Regions from separate parts of the Danio rerio genome. Here regions 1 and 3 are each linked to region 2. The links are chromatin contacts, called in public Hi-C maps. All regions are on one chromosome and are shown on one strand. The core of a region is the stretch at or near the end of the contact, and the rest is flanking DNA. Distances in the headings are between cores, read along the strand shown.

Region 1 (2,860 bases), core at 305-2,804, 180 kb before region 2:
GCATAACAGAAACAAATTTTATATTGCTAACTTACCTAAAGTGAAAAAGTATAGTCATATTAACATCTGACTTTTTTTTAAATAGTTATGTGCTACATGTATATATTTTTTCTGTAACATACTTATGTAAAAAACAAAAAGTATTAACATAAAGTATTTTTAAATTATTTTAGGCATCAAAATGGGACATCTTGTCTTTGCCACATCAGCATCACCTTTGGAAAATTTGGACTGCAAAATTTGACACTTAATATCTTTTTATGATGTTCATTTTTACAAAAATACTTATAGAAGATCTGAAATAATGTCGGTAAAAACACAAATAAATACAGACCTAAATATATGCTTTGGTAATTAAGAAATTTTGGTAATGGAAAAAATCATGTGTAGTGAACCCATATAGAGCATTATTTCTTGTTAATTTCAAGATAAAAAAAATCTTGACAAAAACAGAAAATAATTTGAAGTTTACTAATGTCTTTTGATTATGATAATGTGATTCATTAACTTACCATTTTTAATTGCATTGCTGTTTAAAAAAAAACCCTAGAAACTAAATTTTCATTACTCCAAGGCAAAAATAAGTTAGACTTTAAGTCAGTTACACAGTAAAGATATCATTATGATATCATTACTGTACTGAGTGAATGGTTTATGAAAGTGAAATGTTCTTTAAAGGTTTTTTTGCCTTTACATTAGTAGTATTCGTTTATTTATTTTAAATGATGGTTTTAAGAGTTAGCTCAGGGGTGTCCAAACCCGGTCCTGGAGGCCTGGTGTCCTGCATATTTTAGTTCTAACTCTAATCAGACACACCTGAACCAGCTCATCAAGCTCTTTCTAGGTATACTAGAAACTCACAGACAGGTGTGTTGAAGGAAGTTATAGCTAAACTATGCAGGACACCGGCCCTCCAGGACCGAGTTTGGACACCCCGAAGTTAGCTTTTTTGCATTATGGTATTGAGTTTGCTAGTTTTTGTTTTTAAATATTAATTAAGGCCTAGTTCATGAAACTAAAGTCTTTTTTTTAATCAAATTTCAAATCAAATACAAACTACTGTTAAAATCAGTAATTTATGCCTTTGCATTACAGAAATGAGTCAATGCTGTTTAGAATTAATGTGGGTTTTGTTAATTTTTATGTTTGCCAATTAAAATTAAATTTCAAATTAAATTTCATTACATCACAGGCTAATTGTCAATTAAATTATTTGCTCTTAAAGTAAACTTTTGAACAGGATAGTAAGCAAGGTGAGGTGACAAACGTTTTTCATGTATAAAGTATTAAAATCATAATTTTATCATCACAAATATTAAAATCATTTGCAAGTTATTCTTGCACTGATTAGATGCACAAAGAAAAACCACCAGAGGATTTATCAATTCGACGTCCACTAGTTAAAATATGTAGACGTTCAAAACAGGATTTTCCGTTATCCGTGCAGTTTTACTACAGAAAAGGATGTACTTCTCCTTCGGTTTAGAGTTGGCTAATGTTTACCAGTCCTCGTCGTGTTGTTTTTATCGTGATGTTGAAGATGCGGAGCTTTCACTCAGTCGTGCCAGTGTGATCTTCAGTGGCGTTTTTTTTTCTTCCCGCGCCTCTCCCTCGTGATTGTGGTTTTTGAATGACAGTCTGCCCTTGTCTCGGTGTTTTCAGCTGCTGGTAAAACCTCTTTCTCTCTCTTTCTGTCTCAAAGTCTCTCAGGATTTCTCTGGATCTGAGCCTAGCGCTTAAATAAATATGAAAGTGGCCTATATTCTGTCAGAACGCTGTTAGAAAGGCAGGCTTTTGTTTATTTCGCGTCGCATTCTCGGCGTTTAGCACAATGATTTTAATGCTTAAAAGCTGTTGTGATCAATTTACAGAGCCCGGTGAGATCAAGCCAGCTTTAAAGATTAAAATGGATGAAGAGATGTAGGCTAAAATAAAGTTGCAAGCATACGCGTTGTAAAATGGGTATGTGTCCAGATGACATTTAGCCATCTAAAAATCAAATGGGCTACAATCCAATTCAGAAGCCTCATCAATGGGTTGTGTGATATTCTCACTAGATTCTCAGTAAAGAAATGGTATTAAGAAAATAGTATTGTATATAAAAAAAATGCCTAAACATTATTTTTACATGTAACTTTTTTTAGATAAAGGCTTGTCACTTTAAAGTTTAAATTATTTACATGATGGATTAATAAAATGCATAATAAACCTAACAAATAATGCAACAAAACTTAAAATAGGCTCAAATGAAACATGAAAATACATGAAAAAAGGTTAGTGACCTGACATTTTCTGCTGATGTCGGCAGGTTTCTTGAGTAGAGGATAGGAAAATACACATGTGAAAGGGTGATTATTAAAAGACGAGCGGCCATTGATTAATCATGATAATCTCTCTCTCTCTCTCTCTCTCTCTCTCTCTCTCTCTCTGTGTATGTCTTACTGTGTGATAATGGAGACACATCCAGCTGTAGTTTATTCATGTGGCCTGTCAGTCCTTCTCTCTCTTCATCCATCTCTCCTTCTCTTTGTTCTGTTCCTTCAGGCTTGCTCCAAACTCATCATCTCATTGTTCTCGCTTGCCTTTTTTTACCCCATCCCTTCTTTCTTTCCAGAGAGGGTCAGCATAGTCATCTTTATCTTGCTCATTTTTCTTTTTACCCTCTTGTCTTCTGATATCTCTCTTGTTCGCTTCCCGTTGACTGAGTTGAACCATGGGAGAGAAGGACTGTCAGACTGTTTTTCTAATCCTCCTCTCTTCTCATCCATCCACTCCTCCTTTTCTCGTTCTACCTCTCCTGTAAATAGAAAGCACTGCTTGGCCGACAGCTCTGAGATTTGAGAGCATTTATCTCTGGAAG
Region 2 (2,732 bases), core at 96-2,595:
TGAACCACCAACTTATCCAGCACGTTTTTACGCAGCGGATGCCCTTCCAGCTGCAACACAAGGGAGAACATGCAAACTCCACACAGAAACGCCAACTGAACCAGCCAAGGCTCGAACCAGCAACCTTCTTGCTGTGAGGCGACAGCACTATCTACTACACCACCAGACCACCACCAGACCACTATCTACTTCTATCTACTATCTACTTCTATCTACTTCTATCTACTTTCACCATTTACCAAAAAAAAGTAAAGTGTTTTGTCCACTTTACTATGGAATATATTCATTCATTCATTCATTCTTGTCAGCTTAGTCCCTTTATTAATCCAAGGTCCCCACAGTGGAATATATATACATAAATTCTTAAATGTACAACGAAAAACGACAAACTCTTTACATTTTTTTAAATTATATATATATATATATATATATATATATATATATATATATATATATATATATATATATATAATTTTATACATTTAATTATTTCCATTTTATTTATTTCTACTTTCATTTGTGACAATAAAACATCAAAATATGAGTGAAATTATGTTCAGTGTTGTTCAGTTTTAGAAAAACAAATCTGTAAAAATGAAACAACACTTATTTTGACCTGTATTTATCAAAATAAATCAAAGAAAATTACATTTTTACTATATTTTAAATATTTAGCTGGCAAATAGATAAAACCTAGCAATCTGAAGGTCATTGATTGGCCCAAGGCCCACTTTTAAAAAACCACCCCTTTAAATTTGCGTCTTTTAATGTGTCGTCAAATATTTTGTTGTTCTAAATCTGCCTGCCAAGATATTGTGGTGTATAAACGAATGTTTCCCTGAATGACATTTCTCTATAAAACAGTTGTATTACTAATTACTAATTTTATGCTCAGAGGAAAAAAACATTAAACAAAACACATTCTAACATATGAAAAACAACCTCTCTAAGTGTGACACTAAGCACTCGACTTGATCTGCTAATTATCGCAATGTCTACTAATGAAAGAATGTGACCTTGCTATGAATGTGCTCAAGATAAATATAAAACTGATGACTCATCAGCTTTTAAATAAATATATCAGCCATAGAAAAACTAATGAATGAGCAACAATGAAAGTCTATAGCGTAGAGTGTGTCTCCAGGCCAGAGTGGAGGTGACTGACGGCTAGACAAGACTGTGCTGTTGTTGTGATCCCCTCTACACACACACAAACACACACACACACACACACACACACACACACACACACACACACACACACACACACATACACACATCCCTCACAGACAAGCCTCATGTCAGCACGGAGACGGCAGGCTGATTTATTGGATTCTCCTCCCTTGGGATCCTCCAATTCTCCCCCCATCCATCCATCCATCCATCCATCCCTCCTCCTCTTTCCTGCTTTCCCCAGGGGGCAGAGAAGGGGTAATGACCCACATCAGCATCCAAACACACACACACACACACACAGAAACAATTGTTCAAGCACATTTGCACCCTTCACAGGATATCAAACCTCGAAATTTGAAATTCCATCGCAGCAATTATTCAAGCCATAATTAAGATGATTCATGCTGACAAAAAAAGATGCTTCAACCTGAAAGCAAGACGGTGCATTTGCATATAGAGATAAGTCTGCTATTATCATAGATGTATTAATTTTGTTGTTGAATGCATGTCAGTTTTGTCTTTATTTGAGCCCGTTCGTATCCAATGCTGCATTTCTGATCAGTTTTTATGAGTCAGCAGATTAACGGATTCATAATATCGCCTTTGAAACATTTTACAATGTTGTAATTTGGTTGCAATTAGGTAACGTTGTAGTAAAAATTATTTAAATAAATTCTAAAACATTTTTACTATTGAAAATTCATTCATTTAATTACCTTCTCGAGCTGCCATACTTAAATATATTGTTATTAAAATTAAACATTTTCCAAAAAATACCATCACAATATTTGGTATTGCGATATTTTATATTTTATTCTGCAATAATTGTTGCGATATGAATACAGTTTCACAAGATGGTTTGAATAGTTTTCTGGGACGTTTAACAGTATGCAGGTACATAAATTTAAAAAATCACAATGCAAAATATGATTTTCTTATGCTTTTTCTCATTTCTAGACTAAATATCTAAAGATTCTTAGATTAAGAACTTGTTTTGAACTTCAGAAGACATAAGCTAAAATTAAGAGTTTTCTTTAAAATGACAAGCTAAATTATCTTCCTGTGGGATAATAATAATAATAATATTATATAATAATATAATAATGATAATGTTAAAAAATAATAATCATTTTTGCATAAATCGTATAAATTCTGTATAAATACAATAAATAAATACAATAATTAATTTTTGGCTCATGTTCAACTATAATCCAGACTCAACATTGCATATCTTTGCTATGTGACTATTGCAGATGTGCACACTGCGATATCGATGCTAAAACGATATATTGTGCAGCTCTAATACCAATATTATATAATTTATAATTTATATACAATTAATTAATTTATAATTTATATAATTATATAATTTGTTTTTACCAAAACTAAACCACAGCAAACTGCAACTTATAAAAGATGCTGTATACAGGTGTCAAAATAATGTAATGATGTCTAATATAAATAACGAAAGAAATGTTTCTAAATACAAAACCAATACACAACCATTTGTTTGTGTGTGTGTGTGTGTGTGTGAGCTTGACCAGCCTGGTTTAAGC
Region 3 (2,700 bases), core at 126-2,625, 160 kb before region 2:
TATATATATATATATATATATATATATATATATATATTATTTCTGTTTAACAGAGAAAATATTTTTTTCAACACATTTCTAAACATAATAGTTTTAATAACTCATTTGTAATAACTGATTTATTTTATCTTTGCTATGATGACAATTCATAATATTTGATTAGATATTTTTCAAGACACTTCTATACAGCTTAAAGTGACATTTAAATGCTTAACTGGGTTAATTAGGTTAACTAGGCAGGTTAGGGTAATTAGGCTATTTATTGTATAATGATGGTTTGTTCTGTAGACTATCAAAGGAAAATATATAGCTTAAAGGGGCTAATAATTTTGACTCTAAAATGATGTTTAAAAACTTAATAACTGCTTTTATTCCAGCTGAAATAAAACAAGTAAGACTTTCTCCAGAAGAAAAAACTATTATCAGACATACTGTGAAGATTCCCTTGCTCTGTTAAACATCATTTGGGAAATATCAAAAAAAGAAAAAATTTAAGGGGAGGCCAATAGTTTTGACTTCAACTGTTTGTGTGTGTGTGTGTGTGTGTGTGTGTGTGTGTATATATATATATATATATATATATATATATATATATATATATATATATATATATATATATATATATATATATATATATATATATATATATATATATATGTATGTATGTATATATGTATACACATTTTAAAATATACAAATGTTATATTAAATATTTAAGTCCTTACAATGTAGTAGGCTAATTATTATGTTGTTTTTATTTTATTGTGGAGTATATCTAATTTAACTCTAAATATTTTAAATATTAGGCTTTTGTAGCTAAAAAGTACAATATAAAGTCCCCCAAATGCCCTCAATACTATCCGAGTTATCTTCACTGTATTATTTACAGTGCACTAGATGTTCAAACCATCTAACCTAACAAAACAGTATTGTGGAAAATAATAAAGATGAGAGCTATTATGATTCTCTTTATTTTTGTTGCACAGATGAAAAAGTCATAAAGGTCTGGAACAGCATGACAGAATAATGATGACAGAATTTTCATCTGTTTAATAAGCAATCTGCTCATTAATTTACAAGGTTATCATAGAGCCACCATGACTCACCAAATAAAGAGAGTGTTTATTTGTTATTTCGACTAATTGTTCGAGGCAGTCGACACTAGGTGCTACATGTTGATCATTTTTCATTTGCAGTCATAGGTGATCATTTCTGCTGCGTGATTGGCAGATGGGGGCGCGAGCGGCGGGGGTGCGGAATAATTGGAACTTCAATGCCCACAATCCCTGAAGACTGCACACTGCCCTCCTCACGCACCCCAGCCAACCAGCGAACGCAAACGCTGCCATTGGTTGGTTCTTGCCTCGATGTCAAGCTCCAACGTGGGTCCCTGCTGGTTTGATTGGATGGAACGGATGGGTCGTTACAGCCAATCAGCGTAGCGCTGGAGACAGCTCGACAGCCGCGAAGTTTTAAGGTGGTCTGGAGAAAAGGTGAGGGGTCTGATTTATCTCATGTAATTCACTCTCTTGATATTTTAATAGCGTGTTTTATGTATTAAACACAAATAAATAGTGGAGTCATTAAAATTATTTATTTCGCGACATCGTGGTTGGTTTTTTCCACCTTATTTTCCCGCTTAAAAGCTGACAGGACTCTCGCCTCAGATACGGTTTAATGGCTTTCTACAAATACAGTTTGTAATATGGTACAGTATATGTCCACCTGCTACTAATGTGTTTTCTTTTTATTTTGAACTTATTAGGACAAGAAATGTTTTCATGACATTGTTTGGGAACGAATCCCATCTGGTGCTGCACTGGATCAAATATGAGATGCTAAACTCGATTTATTGTGGAAAATTGTGCTCATCAAGGTAATGACAAGCCATTTATACCATAGTACAGTTGAAGTCAGAATTATTAACCCCCTTGAATCATTAGCCCCCCTGTTTATTTTTTACCCAAATTTCTGTTTAACAGTGATTTTTCCCATCACATTTCTAATCATAATAGTTTTAATAACTCATTTATAATAACTGATTTCTTTTATCTTTGCCATGATGACAGTAAATAATATTTTCTAGATATTCTTCAAGACACTTCTATTCAGATGAAAGTGACATTTAAAGGCTTAACTAGGATAACTATGCATGTTAGGTTAATTTAGCAAGTTATTGTATAAAGATGGTTTGTTCTGTAGACTATAGATGAAAATATAGCTTAAAGGGGCTAATAATTCTGACCATAAAATGTTTTTTAAAAAATAAAAAAACAGCTTTTTTTCTAGCCTAAATAAAACAAATAAGACTTTCTCCAGAAGAAAAAACATTATCAGACATACTGTTGAAATTTCCTTGGTCTATTAAACATCATTTGGTAAATATTTAATAAAGAAAAATAAATTCAAAGGGGGGCTAATAATTCTGACTTCAACTGTATGTAGTTAGAAATAGGATAAAAATATGTAAATGTACCTACTTAGTCCTACTTATGTTACTGAAACATAAACATGAGTAGCATTAGCTTTGTTTGTTTTTATTAGGAGTAATGTACATGCAAAGAGCTTTTTAATATTCTCTACTGCCTCTCCTAGTGTACAGCATATTTGTTTGCGTGTTTATGTGCATATATGGGACAGAAATGTTAAAAAGCCAGAATAACTTCAAATCAAATAAAGTACTGGTATTTAAAAATGCAG

Evidence for each region. Hi-C and Micro-C count contacts between places; a contact is called where the count stands out from the background.
Region 1: a Hi-C map of an unstated tissue shows a contact between it and region 2, with 2.8 times the contacts expected there. The contact joins the promoter of tle2b here to the enhancer-like site in region 2. A contact is called at or near these places in 3 of 18 Hi-C or Micro-C datasets (caudal fin, hematopoietic stem cells and an unstated tissue) and 1 of 4 datasets of contacts at active chromatin or transcription factors (caudal fin).
Region 3: a contact with region 2 is called in a Hi-C map of an unstated tissue, with 1.9 times the contacts expected there. The contact joins two enhancer-like sites. A contact is called at or near these places in 2 of 18 Hi-C or Micro-C datasets (caudal fin and an unstated tissue) and 1 of 4 datasets of contacts at active chromatin or transcription factors (caudal fin).

Annotation. Positions count from the first base shown.
Region 1 is chr22:21,638,139-21,640,998 of GRCz12tu, reverse strand. It overlaps tle2b (TLE family member 2, transcriptional corepressor b), which reads left to right and starts at 1,554. Exons shown (of 28, transcript XM_073937810.1): 1 at 1,554-1,668.
Region 2 is chr22:21,455,889-21,458,620 of GRCz12tu, reverse strand. No RefSeq gene overlaps it. Among named protein-coding and RNA genes, the nearest start is that of trnaq-uug, 2.9 kb to the right of the region's middle. Within about 2 kb of position 1,345, at least 17 of the 62 cell types and tissues checked have an H3K27ac peak or open chromatin away from gene starts, as enhancers often do.
Region 3 is chr22:21,611,181-21,613,880 of GRCz12tu, reverse strand. It overlaps tle2b (TLE family member 2, transcriptional corepressor b), which reads left to right. Exons shown (of 28, transcript XM_073937810.1): 2 at 1,197-1,493; 3 at 1,766-1,876. Among named protein-coding and RNA genes, the nearest start is that of tle2b, 27 kb to the left of the region's middle. Within about 2 kb of position 1,375, at least 48 of the 62 cell types and tissues checked have an H3K27ac peak or open chromatin away from gene starts, as enhancers often do.